Regions from separate parts of the Sus scrofa genome. Here region 2 is linked to region 1. Evidence: chromatin contacts called from public promoter capture Hi-C data. All regions are on one chromosome and are shown on one strand. The core of a region is the stretch at or near the end of the contact, and the rest is flanking DNA. Distances in the headings are between cores, read along the strand shown. Region 1 holds the start of RHPN2 (rhophilin-2). Region 2 holds the start of CEBPG (CCAAT/enhancer-binding protein gamma).

Region 1 (3,272 bases), core at 421-2,920:
TTCAACACCCGGATTCGCTTCTTACTCTTTGTTTTTAAAATCTCATGAACCCCCCCTTCTTTTTTTTTTTTTTTTTAAGAAAAGGCAACGCTGGAGTTATGTCGTGGCTCAGTGGCTAACGAATCCAACTAGGAACCATGAGGTTGTGGGTTTGATCCCTGGCCTCGCTCAGTAGGCTAAGGATCCCATGCTGCTGTGGCTGTGGCTTAGGCCCTCGGCTACAGTTGCGATTAGATTGCTAGCCTGGGAACCTCCATATGCCGCGGGTGCGGCCCTAGAAAATACAAAAAAAAAAAAAAAAAAAAAAAAAAGAGAGAGAGAGAGAGAGAGAAAAGGTAACGCTTGGCTTACTTTGCAAGCACATTGTGTTGTGTTCTACCTGCCAAACGCAGCAGTAACTGCGCAAAGGTGTCCTCTGGTTGGGGGAGGGGGCAGAAACTGCCAGGCTGCGGCCAGGAGGGACGAGGCTCCGTGAGCTGGGAGGGGGCGGGAAGGGAAGGGGAGGGTCTTGGCTTAGGTACCCCAGTCCAGATTCTAGGTCTGCTAGGTTTCTACCTCCTGAGTCCACTGATCAGAGGCGGGTGGGCGAGAGGGAGAGGGCGAGAGAGGGAGAGGGAGGGAGGGAGAGAGAGGGAGCGAGAGCTCTGTCCTCAGGAGTCCCTCTTTGCCTCCTAAGCGATTCGCGTCTCTACCGTGCAGTTAGGCGCTTTATACACCGCTTTTGTTTATAATACCTTCGACCATCTGGAGAGAGGGTGATCCAGCCCATTTTGCAGTTGAGAAAACTGAGGTTAAGAAACCTGTTCAGGAGTTCCCATCGTGGTTCAGTGGGAACGAATCTGACTAGTAACCATGAGGACTCATGTTTGATCCCTGTCTTCACTCACTGGATTAAGGATCATTGCTCTGAGCTGTGGTGTAGGTTGCAGCCGCTGGCTCGGATCTGGCATTGCTGCAGTTGCGGCGTAGGCCGGTGGCTACAGCTCCCATTCCACCCCTAGCCTGGGAACCTCCATGTGACTCAGCTGGGACTCTTAAAAAAAAAAAAAAAAGTGTTCAAGGACATTCCTCGAAGTCTATTGGCCACTAAACCTTTTCTGCGGATCCCTCCTTGGGTGAACCTTTTCTCCTCGCTATTCGCAACCCCCAGCGGATCCTCCTAGTCTCTGCAGTGAGGGTGGGGGGACAGAGGCGTTGATCAATACGCCAACCCGCTTGCGCCACCCACCAAGGCCCTCGGTGGGGCAGCCAACTCTTCCTCAGCGTCCCAGACTCGCCTCGGGGTCCCTTCTGGCGTAAGTTGTTCCTGCCCACTCCACCCAAGGCCCAGCGCTCCGGCCGCACCCTCGACCTGCCTCGGGTCTAGTCACTGTCTCCACGGTGTGCGCGCTTCTCCGGTGAGAAGCCGGCGCTACGCCCACGCGCTGCATTTACTCCTACGGCTCCAGACGAAAGGTTGGGTTCCCACTCCCGCCCGCCCTTGCGCCGCGGGGCTGAGGCGGTAAAGACTACGCCTAGCTTAAGCCTCGAGGCTGAAAGAGGGCTAGCAACGCGCGGGGGGATCCTGCTCTAGCTGGTGACCGCCTCGCCTGGGGCGCCGGCTGCACGCAGCCAATCTGGCGCAGGGGCGGGTCCTGGGGCGTGGTCTCGGCGGGTCCCGCCCAGTCTCCGGGGCTCCAGGTCTGGCTTCAGGCAGTGCTGGAGGGGTGGCCGCGCGGGCGGGACGGGGGCGGGGCCAGGCTCCCTCTCAGGCCAGCGCGCCACAGAGCTTCAGTCCGTCCTGCGAGCCCGCGCCGCCAGCATGACTGACACGCTGCTGCCCGCGGCCCCCCAGCCGCTGGAGAAGGAGGGCGACGGCTACTTTCGGAAGGTGAGCGGCCTCGGGCAGGTTGGGAGTCTGCAGGCTCCAGACTTCTTTACCCCAGGCTGTGAAGCGGCTGAGGAGTGAGAGGCTGGGGTCGACGGGGTCGACCGGGCCGGGAGGGGGAGGGGGTGCAGGGCCTGGGGCGCGTCGGGCGGAGGCTGGGGGTGAAGGGTGCGGCTGCGGTGTACCTGGCTGCCGAGTGCATGTGACTTCCGGGACTGAGGGGGCGCTGGGCCGCCTAGCACCTGCGCCGGCGGAGTAGGCGGCCAGGACGGGTGCTCGGGGTCTCCCCCGCTGGCTGGCCGGCCGGCGCGCCTTGGGAAGGGACGGATTCCCAATGCACTAGCGCCCTCGGTTTGGCGGCGCGTGGGGACCCGAGCGCAGCCTCCACTTGAGCGCTCGGTCCGGGCGGGAGCAGGGAAATGGAAACAGCAACTCAGGCAGGTTGGTCTTCCCCTTTTCTCCAGAATGCTTCCAAGGTTCGCTTCTTCGATTTTTTTAGAGGATGGGAGGGGTCCTTGGGCGTTGTCAGCCTTTCTGCCCGGAGTAGCCCAGGAGGGCGTGCGCACCGCAGACGTGGGGGCCGCGATCTCGCCCCCTCTCTACGCTAAAGCGGATTTATCCGATTGTTGGGGAGACCTGCGGGGAGTGCGGGCTCCGTGGGAGCTTGGCGCACAACGTGGCCTCCCGCCCTGAAGGTAACAGTTCGCAGCTCAGTCCCTCAAAAGCAATCCCAACCCAACCTACTTGCCCACAGGTGGCAAGGCTTGGGCTGCAAGGTGCTTTTGAGCCGGCAGTCACGGGGACACCTTCCAGCTTCTTTCTTGTCCGTCCCCATGAGTCTAAAAATAGCTTTTGGCGCTTGGCCAGATTTGACTGGGTGGGTTGAGAAACTGTTTTTTATAACGTTTATGACCGAAGGCAGAGGGCGTAATTATAAACAGGGCAGTGAAACTGTTTCCCACAGAACCATCAATTCTTAATTGTTCCAAACCTAATGATCCAGTCAGTGAATGCTCTTGGCATCTTCCTCCTGCTCCCCTGACGCTGCCTTTGGGCCTTTGCTCTCTGGTGAAGAGGAGAAGGCCCCAGGGGATGGCAGGAAGGGAAATGGCAAACAGGTGAGGAGAGAGTTGGAAAAAATTCTTTTTGGTTAAATTTGCTTTTAGCATTAAAAAAAAATGTAGTTTTAGAATGTATTTAAGTTAAAAGATGTCATCACGGAATTACAGGATTATAACTTCTAATTATGTGTGGCATTTGGTACAGAGGATCACAGGCCATGGAATTGCAGAAGGAGGCCAGGCCTGGGAATCCCTAGGTCTCAGTTCTAGAGCCTCAGCCTGACTGCCACCCCCACCAAATTGCTGTGTAGCCTCCAGCAAGTTGCTGCCTCTCTTCTAGGATT
Region 2 (3,522 bases), core at 619-3,118, 270 kb before region 1:
ACAAATAGTACAAAGAAACATTTATAAATACACATCTATTAAGGAATCAATCGCAATTCTTTTTTTTTTTTTTTTTTACCGATACGTCTAGAAAGCCAAAAAGGTAGGAGACCATTGTACCTACCAGTACAAGAACCCACAGAGGTGCCCAAGAATACACAATAAACCTGGAATTGTGTCTGCGTTTACCATTTTTGCGATCAGGTGAAGCAAATCTTAGACCACAGAACCAAATTCAGCCCCATGAGATCCTATTTGTCTTTACCTAGGACTCACCAGCTGTTGTTTAAATCCCTAAGGATGAAACCACCTCTCCAAGATCAACAGTCATGATGTGCTCTTGAGAATTTAGAGGGCATTCTGGAAAAAAAAAAAATGAAGTTTTGCTCCCACCTATGTGTTTTAGGCAAGTATTAAAATGACTGAATCAGCCAACTGCACCCGCCCGAAGCAAGACTTGAGAAACTGAAAAATTCTCCAACTCACTAGAATCCTATGATGGTTTAGCCCTGTTTACACTGTTATTCCAAAATAGCAAATCAACTTTAAGGATAGCTTTATCCCAAATACTACTCAAGTAGTGACAGCTGACCAGGTTTTAACTTTTAAATACCAAGAACTTTTAGATGCAGAAATATCAGTATTTTATCTCAAAAATTTCTTTGAGCGTCCCATAACCTATCTGTCCAAAGGATAATCTCTTCAAGTACGGATTCAATTGAGTGTAGGCTGGGAGACAGAACTACCAATTTTTGCGTAACCCACCAAAGTTAAAAGCACATTTTAAGAAACCAGATGACAAAATAAACCTCAGATAACAGAAAAGCCAGACAAGTAAACCTCCTGAAGCATAAAAACACACAAACTTACTTGAAAGAACAGAGTAGCCTTCCCTTTAACACTTCCATCCTCTCTACCCAGACACCTCTGCTGGCAATTAGCTTCAGCATGTTCCCTCGGAGCATGCTAACGAAGCGCTTCATTTCTTGCCCTCCCCTGCTCCATTCAACTCGTGGTTGCTGCACGTTCACCCAACCGGTGTTCGACAGTCAAACGAAGGGTATTCAAAAGTACAGCTCCATAAGGAACCATACTATTTCCGTAAAATCACGTATTTAAAAAATCAACTGCCTTCCCTGACTACTCTAATAACTTCTGAATCCGATTCTCGGCTACCCGACCCCGCGTAGTTCTGGAGGGGCAGGAAACAACCTAGGTGGCACTCCACTAAGATAAGGTCTACCTTCGGCTATTCTGGGAACACCCTTTATCCCCAAGGGCCAATACGAGCCTGGCTTGTCACACTGCACACACAGAGGGCCGGGTTGTGGAGGGGGCACGGCGTGGCTCGCATCCCGTCCCGGGCCGGCAGCAGGGGCGCCGGGGGAGCCCGGGGGTCGGCGGGTGGCGCCGCGGCGCTGGGCCGGGGCCAGGGATGAGCTCAGAGGCCTCGCCGGGTGTTGCCGGCAGGTTGCATCAGACGCCGCGCGGGGCCGCCGCCCGCGCCGCGGGCCGCGCGGGGCCTTCCCAGCAAGCCGGCCGCCTCGGGCCGGGCCGGGCCGGGGCTCCTCTCGCTGGGGCCGCGCCCACGCGAGCAGCTGGCAGCACCGCGGCCTCCCAACTCTCTCAGCCCGCTCGCGGCCTCCTTACCTGCGCCACTAGCCCGCCTGCCCCCAGGCGGCCTCCACTCTAAGCGGCCCCGTGCGGTACGGCCGGACCCGACCCAGGCCTAGCAGCCCGCGAGTCAGCGAGGTGGAGCGACGGTTACGAAACCGGGAGCCTCCGCCCGTTCCGCCGCCGCAGCCACCGGCTTCCCCTCCTCGCTCAGGCCGCGCGCGCGGCCGCCGCCGCCTCCACGACCAATGGGAGCGCCGGCCTACGGGTTGCTCCCGCCCCCCCTGGGATTGGCAGCGCCGCTAGCCAATCGAGAGCGGCCTGACTGCGGGAGGCGGGCACGTGGCGGAGGCGTAGCCCACGGCGCTTTAGGATGGGCAGGGGTGGTGGCGGCAGCGGCCTTAGTTTCCAGGACTGAACGCGTGGGGAGACATCCTAAGACGTGGGCGACCCGCCGCTCAAAAGGTTCTGTCAAAGTTGGAGGCATTGGAGAACTGTAGCCTTGTGAAGGCAACACCTGTCTTTGGAAAGCGCAATTTTCTGAGATGATTTTTTTTTTTTTTTTTTTGAATCACCAATTTCTGTTTTGGTTTCACCACGTTCTCAGGGAGCCCCGCCTCGGAGTCGCTTCCAGGGACAGTTTCCCGGAACGGCCCACCGGGCTCGCCTCTTCGTAGGCTGGGAGGCCGACGGTCGCCTCACCGCGACTCGCGCCCTCCGGATGGAGTCTGGAGAGAAGCCCCGGACCTCACGGCAGTGAAGGCAGCTGCAAACTTGGTGAAAAACGAAGGAAGGAAAATTTTCCCAATGTGGGATTAGTATTGATGTCACTTCGGTACAGACTGTGGTTACGGAGGAAATAATTGAGTTTACCTGACTGCCATGTGCTGTCTTCCAGGTGAACAGACTGAGAGACTTGATCTCAAAAAATGAATGGCAATCCAGCTTTATTTGTCAAAGACAATTCACAGGAGAATCTGAAAGCGTATTACAACCAGGAAGCAGCGAGCTGGGTGGAGGCAGATAGATTTGATTGCTTCCTCTTTAGCAATTCTTATCGTCCAAAAACTGGAGTCTTTGAAAGAGGAAACGTTTCTTCCTCGCCAGGCAATGGTACCAGCTTTCTGCAAGGGACTGTTTCGAGGAATCAATGAAGAGATGATAAAACATTTGCACACACAAACCAAAAAAAAAAAAGATAATAAGAAGGGCTGCAGCCAAAAGTGAACGCTGATGACTGTAGAAGCACACTTGGTAGAATGACACAATATCACCAAAACCAGTACTTTTCACTTTGGTGGGCAGTGGTTGGAGTTAAAATTTCTTTGATCGCGATTTTAGCAATATTAAAACTGGATTCGATTTTGTTACTCACAGAATCATAATTTCATCCTCACCATTTCCTAATCAATTAAAAAAAAAAAAAGGAAAAAAACCTGTATAGATGTGTTCCTTATCCCCCGGTTTGCTAAACTTGCTGCCAAGCTGCTCCAATGTTCTCTGAGTCTGTCTGGGCAGGTCTTCTTCCACACTCAGCAGGTCTCCTCAACGCCAGGGAGACTAGAGTATTTATTTCCTCTTCAGCTGGTGGCTGGTAATTCTTCTACTCAGTTTACAAATATTTAGTGCCAACTATGTGCTAAGCTGTGGGGATTCAGCAACAGTCCCTGCCCACATGGAGCTTATGCTTCCAGCAAGGGAGGCAGAATTCAATAATCATACAATTTTCTAATTACGATTTCCATCGCTATTGCAAGAAAGAAGTGCAAGATGCTGTGAGAGATTATAGGAAGGGAATCAAACCTGGCCTGTGGGTTAGGAAAGCCCTGTAAAATGAGTAGGATTTGCCCATCAGAGGGAATGCCTTCTCTAAAGGTCTTGAGATGGGAGAAATTTAAGGCCAGAGTG

The links. Promoter capture Hi-C pulls out the DNA fragments that hold promoters and counts their contacts.
Region 2: a promoter capture Hi-C map of fetal liver shows a contact between it and region 1, with 3 times the contacts expected there. The contact joins the promoter of CEBPG here to the promoter of RHPN2 in region 1. A contact is called at or near these places in 1 of 5 promoter capture datasets (fetal liver) and 1 of 47 Hi-C or Micro-C datasets (liver).

Annotation. Positions count from the first base shown.
Region 1 is chr6:42,889,738-42,893,009 of Sscrofa11.1, reverse strand. RHPN2 (rhophilin-2) reads left to right here and starts at 1,670. Exons shown (of 15, transcript XM_021094286.1): 1 at 1,670-1,870. The coding sequence starts at 1,802.
Region 2 is chr6:43,163,248-43,166,769 of Sscrofa11.1, reverse strand. CEBPG (CCAAT/enhancer-binding protein gamma) reads right to left here and starts at 1,868. Exons shown (of 4, transcript XR_002344626.1): 1 at 1,651-1,868; 2 at 277-360.